Regions from separate parts of the Mus musculus genome. Here region 1 is linked to region 2. The links are chromatin contacts, called in public promoter capture Hi-C maps. All regions are on one chromosome and are shown on one strand. The core of a region is the stretch at or near the end of the contact, and the rest is flanking DNA. Distances in the headings are between cores, read along the strand shown.

What was found. Promoter capture Hi-C pulls out the DNA fragments that hold promoters and counts their contacts.
Region 1: a promoter capture Hi-C map of hippocampal neurons shows a contact between it and region 2, with 7 times the contacts expected there. The contact joins the promoter of Pou3f4 here to the promoter of Brwd3 in region 2. A contact is called at or near these places in 1 of 39 promoter capture datasets (hippocampal neurons) and 2 of 115 datasets of contacts at active chromatin or transcription factors (astrocytes and embryonic forebrain).

Annotation. Positions count from the first base shown.
Region 1 is chrX:110,812,666-110,817,146 of GRCm38.p6, reverse strand. It overlaps Pou3f4 (POU domain, class 3, transcription factor 4), which reads right to left and starts at 2,768. Exons shown (of 1, transcript NM_008901.2): 1 at 1-2,768. The coding sequence starts at 2,682. The coding sequence ends at 1,597.
Region 2 is chrX:108,831,122-108,835,808 of GRCm38.p6, reverse strand. It overlaps Brwd3 (bromodomain and WD repeat domain containing 3), which reads left to right and starts at 1,463. Exons shown (of 41, transcript NM_001081477.2): 1 at 1,463-1,710; 2 at 1,843-1,901; 3 at 2,103-2,132; 4 at 2,536-2,595. The coding sequence starts at 1,680. 2810403D21Rik (RIKEN cDNA 2810403D21 gene) reads right to left here and starts at 1,331. Exons shown (of 5, transcript NR_015493.2): 1 at 1,124-1,331.

The DNA.
Region 1 (4,481 bases), core at 1,519-4,018, 2.0 Mb before region 2:
ACACATACGTTTGCACGCGCACACCACACACTCACAGAAATACATACACACAGATTTTTAAAAGAAAAAAAAAAGCATAAACTTAGCCGCCCAGGCGCTCGCTAGCTCGCTCGATCTGCGCCTTGGGCTTCCACCAGCTGTGCTTGTCAAAGACACTGAGAAGGGCTCCCTAAGAGCTTACTCAGACCTTGGTATGTACAAGAGGGAGGAGGTGGTGTGCGGCTGGACCAGAATCTTCGTGACTTTTGCCAATTATTTTATTGTCTCTCCGCACGAAGCTGAAGATGCCTACCCCCTCACCACCCTACCGAGAGCGTTTCTCACCCTGAGAGCGAGCGGCGAACTGGAGGTGAACTGAACTGGGAGGCGCTGGCCCAATAGGGCGCCAGAGTCTTTGGGTAGTGGTCTCCTTTGAAAGCCACCATTTGTGAAGGCCAAGTCTTTCATCTAGGAGAGTGTACATAGGGTAGCGCAGGTTGTCAACCCGACTAAGCTGGCGGCCTGTGGGAAACTTCACGCACAGGCATTCACGACCTTGGTGAATTCAGAATCCTTCAGGTCGCTCACATCCCATTCTTCGCGCCACAGCTGAATCCTTCTGGGGCACCGGGATCTGTGCTGTGGAAGCCTTCCAGGGCTCCACAGTTCCGTGAAAGTCGGGGGAGGGGGCAAAAAAGCAGCGAAATAGCCTTCAGGCTACTTTGCAAACCTATTCAGTTTGCTTGTTCTGCCCATATAGGCACTCAGTTCCGGGGGGGAAAATAGAAGCATCAACAACTTTCTCCACCATATCCTCTCCTCAAGTGTGGGAGTGCAGGAGGTGAGCATTTTTCTCTCTCCTCCTTTCAGCCTCCCTCCCTTTTTAAGCAATTAAAAACCCATCAGCTCAATGAAGAAATAATAATAATAGCAATAATAATGTGGAGTGGTCGATTAGATACAAATTATCTCACAAATATTGTGTACAGCTTGTAGTAAAACACCGCAGACAATTAGAAACGCTATAGAAGTTTTAAAAAAATGCAAAACTAGTCTATTGTAAAACAGATTTCACCTGAAATACAGCTGCTATAACCAAGGCGCTGAAAGGTTATTCATAGGCACACATCTGTCTTCCCACCCTCCCCCGCCCCCCACCCGTTACCCAGCTCCTTGCCCTTCTTAGAGAGGAGCAACCAAACAAATCTTACTCAGAGTAAACAATATATATTGATCAGCAGAAAAAGGTTGGAGGGAAATTGTCCTGGCAGCAGGGAATACAGGGTCCCCACCTGGACTTCTTAATATAATTGTGTTTCAGAGTTGAGAAGCCTGAATGTGTGTGTGTATGTGTGTGTGTGTGTGTGTGTGTGTGTGTGTGTGTGTGCGCGCGCGCGCGCGCGCGCGTGCGTGCGTGTTTGCCTGAGCGCGCGCGCGTGTGTGTGTTTCTTTTCTTAACATAAGTCATAAGAAGTTAGAAACCCCTGTGAAAGAAAAGAAGAGCTAGCAAGCTAGAGAGATAGCAACAATAAAGGATGTAATGCTGAAAGGAAGGTAAAGAGAGAATTGTATCAGCACTGCTCCCAGTGCAGCGGGCCACCTCCTTGCTTCCTCCAGTCAGAGATCGTGGCAGGACGCGTCTGTTTTCACCGTGTGCGAATAAACCTCGTGTGGCTGCTGATCCCCTGGCGGAGTCATTCTTTTTTCTTTTTGTCTTCTATTACAGAACCAGACACGCACCACTTCTTTCTCCAACTGGAGACTGTCTGCCAGCGAGGAGATCTCCTGCGCTGCAGGCTTGGGACACTTGAGGAAATGTGTTTCCAGTACGCCCTTGACACTCACCTCGATGGAGGTTCGCTTCTTGCGTTTGCGGCCTTGAGCAGCGATCTTGTCAATGCTGGTCGGGCTTCCTGTGGATGAATCAGCCTCCTCCAGCCACTTATTTAATAGCGGTTTCAGCTTGCACATGTTCTTGAAGCTCAGTTGTAAGGCCTCGAACCTGCAGATGGTAGTCTGCGAGAACACGTTGCCATACAGTGTGCCCAGTGCCAGCCCCACGTCGGCTTGCGTGAAGCCCAACTTGATTCTTCTTTGTTTGAATTGTTTGGCGAACTGTTCCAACTCATCAGAGGTTGGAGTCTCTTCATCAGAGTGGTCCTGGCAGTGGTGCGAGCCCAGCTCACCATGGTCTGGAGGCTCCCGGAGCACTGGATGCAGGCTCTGTGTGGAGGCAGCAGCTGGTGGTGGAGTGAGTCCCCCGTGCTCCAGCATACCGCTCACGGTGAAGCCTGGCTGCGAGTACACATTGAGGGGTTGGCCGCTGGACGTGATGGACGAGTTTGGAGCAGGGCTCGCTCCCCAGGCGTTCGGATGGTTAGTGTGCGGCGAGTGGTGGGCTACGTGCGGCGAGCGGTGATGGATGATTGCGCCCAGTTGCAGATCTTCGCGTCCCGGCTTCACGTCTTGCTGGTCCAGGGGGCTGGTGGCCAATGTGGAGGACCACGGGCCCCCGTCGCTAAGACTGGTCACCCAGTGATGCCCGAGGGGATGCCCATTGCTGGGAACTCCCTGCAAGTAGTCACTTTGGAGAAGTTTCTGAGGATTGCGGAAAGGACTTCCCTGCTGCATGCCCGCGGAGTCCGCATGGACAAGGGAGCTGGAACTGAGAATGCTGTAGGGATTCGAGGCAGCTGTGGCCATGGTCGATGAGGATCCTCTACTAGTTATAATGTGGCAAAGGGAGCAGCTTCAGCCTTTGACATCTATGGTGCGGGGGAACCAAAGCCGCTAGCGCGGGTTACCGGCACCCGCGGAGGCCAATCGCAGTGCGACTTGGCCTGGCCAGGCATAAACACAGCCAATGGTGGTGCGGGAGGCCGAGCTCGCTTTCCAAATTAGGCTGGCAAAGCTCGGGAGTTTCAGTGAGACCCAAGCAGGAAGTGAATCAATCTTTAGGCTCCATTGGCTGCCTAGCTCAGAGTGGCAGCGGCTCTTTTAGTTAACCCTTTCCCCCCTCCCGGAGACTACAAGGCTGTTAGTGGCAGAGAATAAATAGAAGGTAGATATTTGTATGGAGGGGCAGCGAGGAGGCTAACTTCAGTTTCAGGTCGCCTTTTAACTTATTTAAATTAAAACAAATAAATAAAACAAATTAAAATATCATTTTGATCTTAATGCATGAAAGAATTCCGGTTTAGTTAGCGTTTGGGTTAATGTGTGGACAGGGAAAATAAAAGGCATCTGCAAACTTTGAGCAAAGAGCGATGTCTTAGGTCAGAACCCCAAATAAAATTTCCATGATCCAATAAACGTTATCCCAGTATATGTTGCTCACTTATATTTCATTTATAAGAAATTAAAAAGCTTAAACGATACCCCCCCCTTTTTTTTCTTAAAATTTAGATTCAGTGTATGAAGGTTTTGGAATGTAAATCTTAAAGTGATCTTTGGAAGACTCAGTCAGTTTGAAGTTTGCTGGTTAATTGGAAACCTGGCTTTATCTTGGCTCCCCTGCCAGTTTCCATCAGAGGTCTCTCCACTATGCCAGGGGAGCTGCTTGCTGAAGCCCGCAGTCATCTTTCACGCTCACCCCGACACACTGAAAACCCACTCCCCCACTCCCAGTAGGCAGAAGGGAAGGCATTCATAACACCATGCCTGCCTAATGCTGCCCCTTGACAACTCTTTGAAACATTTGTATCCTGCTTCCTTGGCAGTGAGAAGGAAATATTGAGAATCATGCTTCCTCTACGAATTTCTGAAAATTTAGAGAATCAGAGAGGAGAAATGAGGAGAGAGGGAAGAGAAGAGCAGGGAGATGAAGGGGGTGGGGGAAAACTGGAAGAAATCCGGTGAGAGAGATCTTGGTGGCTAGACATCTTTTTCAACTCCTCCATCCCTCCACAACTGCCACAAAGCTTGAGTTAGCTTTCAGCCTTGGGGACCCAACTGTTTTTCAAATTTTGGTTAAAAGAAAGGCTTTTATGAGTCAGAGTAGACTAACTCCACTACCTTCACAGCCCCATGTAAAGGTGTTGTTGCTTGGAAGCAGAGTTAGGAGAAATGCAAAGATTTTAGAATTACACTAGCAGCTGGGAAAAAGCAAAACACACTACCCCACACCAAATTTGAAGTTTTAAAAATGCCCTTTTGTTTTGTAATTTTGGAGGCAACCTAGCTGTGTAATTATATTTGCTCTTACAGAAGACGGCATCAGAGTTCCCTTATTGGTTTGAAATTCCATTAAATATATTGCAAGAGCTCCTAGGTTAAGCTTGATTTAAATTTGCATACATTTTCATATATTTAGCTGAAATAAAAGAAGGCTTGCAGCTACCAGAAAGTCATTAAGGCATTAGTTTCTCTAAGAAGACAGATCTGAAGAAAATGCAAGAAAATGAGAAAAAAAAAATAAGAACAAGGTGAGCTTATTCTGCCATTCCTTTATATAGCTAAGGAGCATCTATTTCCTATGAAATTGGTGATTATTTTTATGACAG
Region 2 (4,687 bases), core at 214-2,713:
TAAAAATTACTATTTCAGTAAGCACCTCACAATTTTGTCCTGAGGTTTTATATTTCTTTTATCTACTTCTTTCAGATACTGATTATACCAAAGATAACCATAGCATTTTACTCTTATGTTGTTATTAATTACTCAATAAAAGAAATTGGCAGAATGAATTGCTAAGGATATGTTAAGTTTATGAATTGAATTAAATTTAATTCTATGCCCAATGTGGTTTAATCACCGAGCTCCCTGAGTCTGAAAACCAAACTCCCACTATAGCCATACATTAATGTGAACCTTCAAATTTGAGTATTTCAAAGCAAATAATGTACACAATTCAAATAGTACTTGTTTTCCCATCATGTTTTGTTTCTATGAATTCTGTTCAAAGTAACATCCTGAGAACGGGATGCTAAGAGAAATTGGGGAAGTGAACCAGTTTCCTCAAACTGTCAATTATTATACAAATCCTTTGATCAAATCAGCGCTGTGCTAAGAGTTAAAGTTATACATGAAAACAATTGTAGTCTCAAGGTAGTGGAAAAAAGACTTTTTGTCAACCGGAGTGGCGACACATGCCTGCCACATGAGCACTAGGGAAGCTGAGGCAGGAAGATTGACATGGAATTCCAGGGGAGCCTTGGATAGATACATAGTGACAGCAAGTCAGAGAATATCACTTCAAAGACAAACCAAACCAAACTATCATTTCTATCCAAATTTCAATGAATAGTTAAGAACTTTAAAAACGTTTTGGCAGAATTTCAAAACAGCGTTCCAACTTATCCTACAGGAATTGAGAAGAAAGAGCTTGTTGACCTTTTCAGAAGGGGGAAACGGCCTCCTCCTTAAAGTGTAAACTTCGCGCGCAATGTTTATCAGAATCAAGGGGAGACTTGATACTACTACAAGAAGTTTTCTAGAAGAATATTATTCCCTTGCTCATCAGGTAGGCGCAGCACTTTCTTTTGGCATGCTGTTCCTTGTTTGAAAACAAAACCTTGCAGTAGCTAGCGACTTTTTCTTGGGGTAGAGAAAGAACAAACAAACCAAATCCGTTCGGTGACCCAAGGTAAGCTAGATCATGTCAGTCCCTCGCCAGTTTCTCTTGATCATGTCTGGAGAGAGGTTCCCTCACCGGAAAGGGTCCGATTGCCCTTACAGGAAGGGTAAGCAACTCCGGAGCTCTAGGACGCCAACGCCACCACAGAGTTTGACGAAGATTGCCAGAGCGTCTGCCTGCATTTAGAACCTCTTCCTTGTTCTCTGGGCAGTAACTAGGCAACCCCAGGCCGGCTTAGCTGCTGGAACTAGGCGGCCGCCTTAGTGCCTCTGGCGGCCAGCCTGGAGCTTTGCAAGCGGCTCCCTTCCCTTTTCCCCCCTCCTTCTTTCTATGGCTCCACCCCTTTCCCCCCGCCCACCCCTCTCCCCCCGCCCACCCCTCGGCGACTTCAGCTCCTCCCTCTCCTTCTCTCTTGCTCTCCTTCCTCCTCCGCCTCCTCAGCTCTTGGGCTAGAATATCTATGGGTCGAAACGTGATGCGATGAATCCGAGAGAGACCGAAACTGGGACGAAGAGTGCGGCGGAAGCGGCGGGACTCCCAAGCATGGGGGCTTCACCACAATAGAGGCAGCGCCCCCACCCGCCCCCGCCAGCCCTCCTGAGCGAAGCCCCCAAACCCCCTCGGGAAAAGGATGGCGGCGGCACCTACCCAGATCGAAGCCGGTGGGTAGCTGAGCCGGGGGCAAAAGGGATGGGGGCTTTGCGCGACTGCTGTCAGATTTTTTTTAAAAAGCTTGTATCTCTTTTCCTTGCCTCTCTCTCAACGTCTCCCCCCACCCCCAACCCCTTCTTTAGAGCTGTATTACCTGATCGCAAGGTTCTTGCAGTCCGGACCCTGTAACAAATCCGCTCAGGTGAGAGGGAAAGGATATCTGGGAGTGTTGGGGAATGGTCCCATTGGGGAAATTGAGGCACTGGGTGAGCAGTGCAGTTGGAGGGTGAGGGAAAGGCCGGCCGCGATTACTCCTACAGTCAGCGGCTGTGTTGGAAGTGGGGAGGGAGGAATGGGTTGGCGCCCCAATCTGCTTTCACATCCCTGTGTCCCTCTTCCCCAGGTGCTAGTGCAAGAGCTCGAAGAGCATCAGGTATGGACCCCTTTTGGGAAGAGGTGGGGAGGGCTGGGGAGAACCTGGAGGAAGGGTAAGGTAGGTCAGGGGCCGAGGGCAGGGGCCCGGAGGGAGCCTTCGAGCTGGACACTTGGGGCTGTTGTCACTTGGGGTAAATCGGGTTCTTTGCTTAGAAGGGGCGGACAACGCAGGGGTCTAAACTCGCTGCCTTTTATTCCTGCGGGAGGTGTTTTTTCAGGATTTCCTTCCCTTTGGCCTGCCCCCCCCCACCCCCAACCCCCGGCACAGCGGCAGTAGCTGTCGGGACTGGAGAAATGAAAATGTTAAAGGGTCTAGGATTAGGCTCCAGGCTGGGTGCTGCTGCTGGGGAGCAGAGGCTTTTCCTTCACCCCCCCCCCTTTTCTTTTCCTCCGGCCCCCAGCTGATTCCGCGCCGCTTAGACTGGGAAGGGAAAGAGCACCGAAGAAGCTTCGAGGATCTGGTTAGTAAACTTTTCGTTTCAACTTAGCCCAACTCTTTTTCCACTCCCTCCCCACCTTGTGCCCCCAACCGCCCCTGGCCCTTCAGCCCTTAGAGCTCCCCGAGCCTGCTGTTCGGTGTTCGAAGGACTGCCCCTTCCCCCTCCCAGCGTGTCGGAAAGGGTACCTTGCCCTGCTCTAGCCTTGCTTATTTTCACCCCAAAACTTTGAAGAATGTGAGTTGGTTTTCAGAGGTGCTGTGTTGTGCTTTAGGACTGTGTTACAAACAGCGGAGAAGGCCCATTGTAGGGGGATAAGGGACAGAAACCAGGGGGTTATCTTGGGGCACGTACCAAGGACTGACGCTGGCCAATGACAGCGTTGGTAACAGCCCGGAGTTCCGGATTAGTGGAAGAAAACTGGTTTCTGGTTGGTCCTGGCTTGAAATACGGGAACTGAGGCCAGGCTTGGGTGTTTTTTTTTTTTTCTAGCTCTCTCTCTCTCTCTCTCTCTCTCTCTCTCTCTCTCTCTCTCTCTTTCTCCTTTTTCTTTCTTTCTTTTTTTTTCTTTTTAGAGTGGAGGGGAGAAGGAATTCAGAAGGGGAACTGACTCATAAGTGAGAAAAACTACATAAATAAAAATACTGAGGACTACTGAGTGAATTCCAAGATTGTTCATCTTTAGATAATGGGTTACTGAATAAAAACATTGTTATATATTTCTAATCTTAAAAAATAGCTAATTAATTCATCAGTAAACTGCATTTGTGCAAATATGTTTTCACTAAAGAAGAAATATGTATTATGACCTTTTTGGGAATAGGTGAACAGGATTTTGGGATTAGGAGACAATGGACATTTTTAAAAAAGAGAATATACTTTAGTTAAGTCTTGAATTGACTCTTGTTTTTTCCATAAATATAATTTGCAATGTAAGTGCACTTTCTGCTCTGCACTGAGACAAAAAGATGATCTTTTATATGTGGGGAAAGAGATTCTACTCTTAGCTACAGAGTTGTATGATGAAAGGAGTGATAATAAAACCTAAATTGAACTCTCTTTCCTCCAAATAAGATCCAAATGAGGAAAAGCATACAAAGTGGACACAAAGTTGGAAGAGTAGTAGACTAAGGCAGACTAAATAAAAAGAAAATAATTGAAAGTTTGCTTGTCAGTAGAAAACAGTTAAATTGCTGTGATGTTAATTTTGAAAACTTTGAGTATTATAAGAGTGAAGCCACATTATTACAGAAGCTACTGAGTTTTCCCTAATATCTTGCAAATCCAAAAATGGTTTAATTGTAATAAGAGTGAATGCCACCACCAGTATTATTAATGGTAATAATTTCTCAGATGGGTACAAATTATTTTTGAATACCTGTTACTACTTTTAATTTTCAGCCTGAAGTTTTGTTTTTCTTCTTTCTGTTGTTGTTAGACATAAATCCTACTTGTATCACAGAAGGTAAATTCGAAGTATTCACTAATACATGTTTTAGTATCAAACTACTGATAGCTGTTTGAACATAGTTTTAATATCTGGGTGTATGAGAAATGATTTTGTGTACTTTTTTCCTTTTCCAGCTTATATATGGATAGGCAGGTAGATCATTTTTAAGCAAATGAGAAAAGGAAACTTAAAAATGAACTTGATAGAAAATTGAGTAATTAAAAATGGTCTCCTTACCACACACTTTAAAAGGTGGTTTTCTAGTCATTTTTCTTAAACAGTAAAGGCAAATCTTTACACAGTTATTATCAGCATCCATCCTTTGCTTTATATTTTTCTGACAGTACTTTTGTATGACTATTGTTCTTTGAATATCCATCATGGTAATGGTAAGAAAAAGAATTAGTTGTGTTTTAAGTATTATGATTTGTCTTAATTTCCAATTGGTCATTTGAGCAATGACCTTTACCTTTTCACTAATTTTTTTTTTTACCTTTTCACTAATATTTTAACCTTTTCACTAATATTTTTACCTTTTCACTAATATTTTTGCATAATTAGGGGAGGGGCTCTTTTTCTGTTGCCTTCTCCAAAAGTCTCATGGATTTATGAATAAGGTCAAAGTAGCTCTTGAGTTTTCAAGCTTTTGTCACATATTGAACATCA